2 separate regions of the Triticum aestivum genome follow, and region 1 is linked to region 2. Evidence: chromatin contacts called from public HiCAR-type data. All regions are on one chromosome and are shown on one strand. The core of a region is the stretch at or near the end of the contact, and the rest is flanking DNA. Distances in the headings are between cores, read along the strand shown.

Region 1 (2,700 bases), core at 6-2,505, 63 kb after region 2:
CACCAGCAGGGGCATTGCCCCCCTAACATCATTGATTTGATCCTAATTTAGAGATGAACAGTGCCAAATTTAGAAAACAATACATGCATTACCGCAGTTTGTCCCCTGAGATGAAAAGTTTGTGTCATTTGGCCCCCCTGATATTTAATTCCTGGCTCTGCCACTGCTATTGGAGGCATACGATGGGGATCATACACATCATCGTCAATGGATTTGAAGGAGCCACGGAGCCCATGTCGGCTGACCAGCTGTCTCTGACGATCCGTCGCATCCTCGGGACGAAGGGCGGCGAATTTCATTCGTCCTAGCCATGATGTCATTTGGGATGCATTGATGTTTCAAGGTGGTGTCTACGATGACCTGATGTAAAAGTTTCGGCAGACCAACTGGTCTTATTACCGATGCCGGCGAGGTTGGAGCCACGGGGATGCAACTTTGGAGGTGATCGCTATTTTTTTCCTGTTCAGGGTCTTGTTTGTAAATTTTTGAGACATGTTTGTTGTTCGTTCCTTATATAGGGTCCTGTGTGTGAGATGCTTGATTAAACGAAGAAGATTAGCGGACAATATATTTTGCAAGAGCAAGGTGCGTAACACTTAGGGCGAATTAATGGGCTTGTGGTGGTTACCCCGTTCCGGTTGGGTGCAATGGACCATCTTGGCAAATCACATCACATCAGTGTTAATTACGTCCATGTTCCCTCGCGCGCGAGAGCATCTCAGCTAACGTACTAGGAAGGTGCGCCAAGACTGTGACTGTCACTGCCTTGGCACGCACATGCGACCGTGTGATTTTTGTTTTTGGTCCCGTTTTTCCATGACATGTGACAACACGAATTGTCTCTGAGAAGGTGTTTGAATCCAAGAGACTTATTTTAGTCTGATTAAAAATAATCTTTTTAAGAGGTTAAAGTTTCAAATACCCCTGACTAAAATGGGGCTAAAACTAGTCTTGAGACTAAAAAATTTTAGTTAGGGGTACTCCTACTAAAATGTGGATTAGTCCTCTCTCTCCTTATTTAACTTCTCTTTTTTAACATAGACGAGTTCTGGATTGAAGGGTTCGAAGGATAATAAATGTTCATTAACTTGATTTTAGTCTCTTTAGTATTTAATCCAAGCATGGATGAGGCTAACAAGTTTTAGTCCCACTACTTTTAGTCATGAGACTAAAACGTATCCAAGCACCCTCTGAATGCGGCGTATCGTGAAAAAGCTTGACCCGTGCCTTGGCATACAATACTGCAAGCGCAACGAATACCTGTCCTGTTACAACCTGTAGGTAGAGCCGCCTAGGTCCACAATCACGCCTCCCCTCCTTCTGGACGCCATTACCGATCCACTTGACGAGAACTGGCCAACACATTCACGGGTACGGGGGTGCACAATTAAGCAAGGAATGCTGGTGTTGGTATGCTCTCAGACGAGATCACCCGGTCGATCGATATTCTTCCATGCAAAGACTTGCACCTGTTCAAGCGTACAGACACATTTATGGGTAACGTTGTCCTCGCAACGGTCGACATCCTTCCATGGAACGACTGTTCAAGGTTGCACACACATTTTTCGGTAATGTTGTCATATGAGGTGGCCTTACAGTTGTGTAAACTTCTCCGGCAAGGCTAGGCTAGGCTAGCCCGGTGGGTCGTACTGATCTTTTGTACGGCCCCGTCCCCCGTGCGGCGTGGCCGCGCTGGAGCGTCTTGTTCCGGTGACACTGTTAGTTGCTCGTGCGCTCTGTCACAAGTCATAGCGATGCCCAAGAAAGATTTGTTGCAGGTTTTGTGATATTTGGGCGTTCGATGTGGCGCTCTGTCACAAGTCACACCGATGCCCAAGAAAGATTTCTAGAAGCAAATGAATGGGTCCCCGGGGATAACCCTTCCCAGAATCAGGTCCATCAAATATCAAGATCATAAACATGTGCGTGTGGGAGTCCGTAGATATTCTACAGATAAATTAAAAAATTTACAAAATAATTTTGGGTTTGAGAGCAAATTTTGTTGTATTGGACATACAAATGTGTGTGTGGGACTCATTTCTAAGGCAAAACAGCAGCTATTTTCACCGCAAAATTACAAAATTTAAATCTAAAGTTCGGAGCCATGCAGGGCAGAATGGGTGGCAGTTCCTATTTCCCGCGTACCGTGGTGAATAACATGGAAAAGCGCACACAGTATGGGCCAGCTAATGTACAGGCTTTGGTCGTGTCTTTCTCCAGCGTCTTTGAATTAGTGAACATTTTTAAACCCAAGAACAATTTTGAAAATTCACATACTGTTTTTGAATTCGCAAACATTTTTCAAAAAAACTTTTTGAACTCATGAATATTTTAAAAATTCACAAACAATTTTTGATTTTGTGAATACTTTTAAGATCCTCGACCATTTTTCAAATTTATGAACAATCTTTCACTTCGCAAACATCTTTTGAAAGAATTTTTTGAATCATCAAACATTTTTTTGGAATAGTTTGAACATCTTTTATGAGTTTAAAAAATAGTAGTATTTGCTACTAATAAGATGCACATGGTTTTATATTTTGGCAAAGAAAGAAAGGAAATTCATTTATATTTGTGTATAAAATCCGTCATTTTGTTGTACTAATAACTTCTGCTTGTCTCATTTTACCCAGTCCATATGGATGAAAATTATTTACTTAGATGTCAGAAACTAAGAACAAATGATCACTTATGGAAATA
Region 2 (2,741 bases), core at 5-2,504:
ATGATTCGTATGCCAAGTTGGTGGGATTACCAAATACTCGACATAGGTGAACAGTGACCAATTAGTAGTAGGTATAGACACAAGAATGTTGACCGACCCACACTCCTAACATAAATTATGTTTTCTAAACCTGGCTAATTATTTCTTGGTTTGTTGGGATTGAAAACCGTATAGGCGTCAGGTTGCTAATCCAACAAGGCCTACAAGAACGCTGACCTCTTTGACTCGTGCTGTGAGGAGAGGTAAGTGTCTCTTGTATCATAGATGTGATTATTTCTGTCACATAGGTAGAGTAGATTGACCTACTTCTCCTTGTGCAAATGTTGCACAGGGGGTGAAAATGCAGGAGCCGATGGCAATGGGAATTCTAATGACTTCTCAACAAAGTTACTCCATCTTGCGTGGCACCCAACTGAGAATTCCATTGCGTGTGCTGCTGGAAATAGCTTGTACATGTATTGTGCATAGGGAATGTGCTAGAGAAGATTCACTGTTTTTGGTTTGTTCAACGTGAAAGCTTGGGCCTTGCACATGCAACCAGGAAAATGGTCGTCAATTCCGTGATTGGGGGTCGAAAGAGGCGGTTGGCACCCACGAGATCAACTCCAAGCATAGCAGACTATTTCCTTGTGATTCTTTAGTAAATGTGAAACACAAATTCTAATCGCACCAAAGTTTTTGGGTCCCAAGATATGATTGTAGCTGCATGTGTAGCCAAAACACCAGCAGTTGGAGGACAAAGCAGAAGATAGCAAGGCTGATTCTAATTTCACTTGGTCACAGGAAATATGTGCTTACGGTGGACGCAAGAAATTTGCTTGTCTTGAAATGTAATGTAATGCCGCGTAGCCAGGGTTAACCATCTGCTGTCACCAACGGTGAAACATGTGTGGACATAAAAAGTATTGACTTGTAGTTCTCCCCCCTTGTTCTATTTGTTGGTGGTCCAGACTTGCAATAAGTTTGCAACTCGTGCTGCATGTGATGGGCTGTGACCTAAGTTGTATATGCTACATTTTGCCATGCAAAACTCACAACTAATGATATGAATTCTTGAGTATTCATGTCTGTCTTGTATGCATTTTTGCAATCCTCTTGAGATTATGCATCAATTATATATATTACAGTGTAACGCCAGAAGAATATTTGATGCATGATTTGGGGATTTTAGTGGTGGTGTTCAACTGGATGCGCTTGGCGATGTTGAGCCAAATGGGCGTATCGATGCCGCTGGTCCAGCCGAGTGATCCTTTGCTATTTTGGAACGGAGGGAGTATCTGCGTACGGGTTGGTTTGTCAGGCCCCAATTGAGATGCAAGCGAATATCTAGAGCGATTTGGGGCAAAAAGGGGATCGTAGATCCAGAAGTTTATATTTCTACTAAAAGATATATGTTTATGGAGTATTACTTCTGCTCGAAGGCAAGAATTTACAGAATAAACGATACCCTCTCTCAGCCACAGCCAGGTTTCTTTATAGGCTAAGGGGACAGCTACTGCAGCGACAACGGAAAGAAACGGTACAGCTGTAAAGACGATCGGACGGTCCTTGTAAAGCCTATCCTTACTGAGTGATGATGGCCATCCGATTGGCTCGAAGTGTTACTTGCCGGATGGCTACAGTTAACTGAACTTGATCTTCTTTATAGGCTAAGGGGACAGCTACTGCAGCGACAACGAAAAGAAACGGTACAGCTGTAAAGACGATCGGACGGTCCTGGTAAAGCCTATCCTTGCTGAGTGATGATGGCCGTCCGATTGGCTTGAAGCGTTACTTGCCGGATGGCTACAGTTAACTGAACTTGATCGTAAGTGGCTGATACCTGACATTGCCCCCCTCTGAGAACCGGCGTGTCCTCACGGCGTAACCTCCCTGTTCTTCCATGCTTGTTGATGAGGACATCAATACCATTGTTACAGCCACAGCCCCTGCTGCTATACATACTGGACCAATTACTAGAGCTCGCGCACGTCAACTAAATTACCAGGTACTTACGTTTCTTGGTAATGATTCTAATGTTCATGAGAATATGATGCTGCCTAAATTGGATACATTTGTTTTGCTTACCAATGAAGGGCCTAGCTTGGAGAAGGATGAACATTGGAGCAAGAGAAAGCATGGAGATGATGGCATGCGCGAGGGGAACAAGAACGGAGTTACGAGTGATGATTTCAGGTCTTTGAAGCCACCATAACGAGTGCATGAAGCCTTGGACGAAATATACAAGATGCCACTTCATAAATTTCGTCCAGAGGCTATTATAGGTGCTGCGTCACCTTTTTATTGGGCCAGGCCCATGTAATTTCGAAATACATTAGTATAGGCTATTTTTAGAGTCTGTATGTGTGGGGAAACAAGAGATAGGGTTGATTTCGGACCCCTCCACCAAGGGCCACGAAATTCCCCCTCTCTTCCTCCATATATACAGCCCTTAGGGCACCGTTTAGACTTTGGGTTTTGTTTAGATTAAAGTTCGCCATAGCTGCAACTTCGCGTACTTCGTTTGTGTTCAATGACCAGACAAAGGCGTCACAGAACCCCACCTTGATCAATAAAGCTTTCATCTTATATTCGCAATATCCAGATTGCAATCTCAGTTTCTTGCTTGTACTTCGTTTGCTCGCAGGAAACAGACCCTCGTGGTCAGGTTGATCGTGCTCCGGCATGGTCAATAACCTCTCGGAGTTGGTTTAGCGATTGCTAAGGCGCGACGTCCTCGCACGTTCGTAGTCGGATCGTCA

What was found. HiCAR-type assays count read pairs that join an accessible place to other places.
Region 1: a HiCAR-type map of leaf shows a contact between it and region 2, with 9 times the contacts expected there. The contact joins two enhancer-like sites. A contact is called at or near these places in 3 of 5 Hi-C or Micro-C datasets (leaf and an unstated tissue) and 1 of 1 datasets of contacts at active chromatin or transcription factors (leaf).

Annotation. Positions count from the first base shown.
Region 1 is chr6B:304,491,501-304,494,200 of IWGSC CS RefSeq v2.1, forward strand. No RefSeq gene overlaps it. Among protein-coding and RNA genes, the nearest start is that of LOC123137021, 46 kb to the left of the region's middle. Within about 2 kb of position 1,256, at least 4 of the 8 cell types and tissues checked have an H3K27ac peak or open chromatin away from gene starts, as enhancers often do.
Region 2 is chr6B:304,428,422-304,431,162 of IWGSC CS RefSeq v2.1, forward strand. It overlaps the pseudogene LOC123137020. Among protein-coding and RNA genes, the nearest start is that of LOC123137021, 17 kb to the right of the region's middle. Within about 2 kb of position 1,255, at least 1 of the 8 cell types and tissues checked has an H3K27ac peak or open chromatin away from gene starts, as enhancers often do.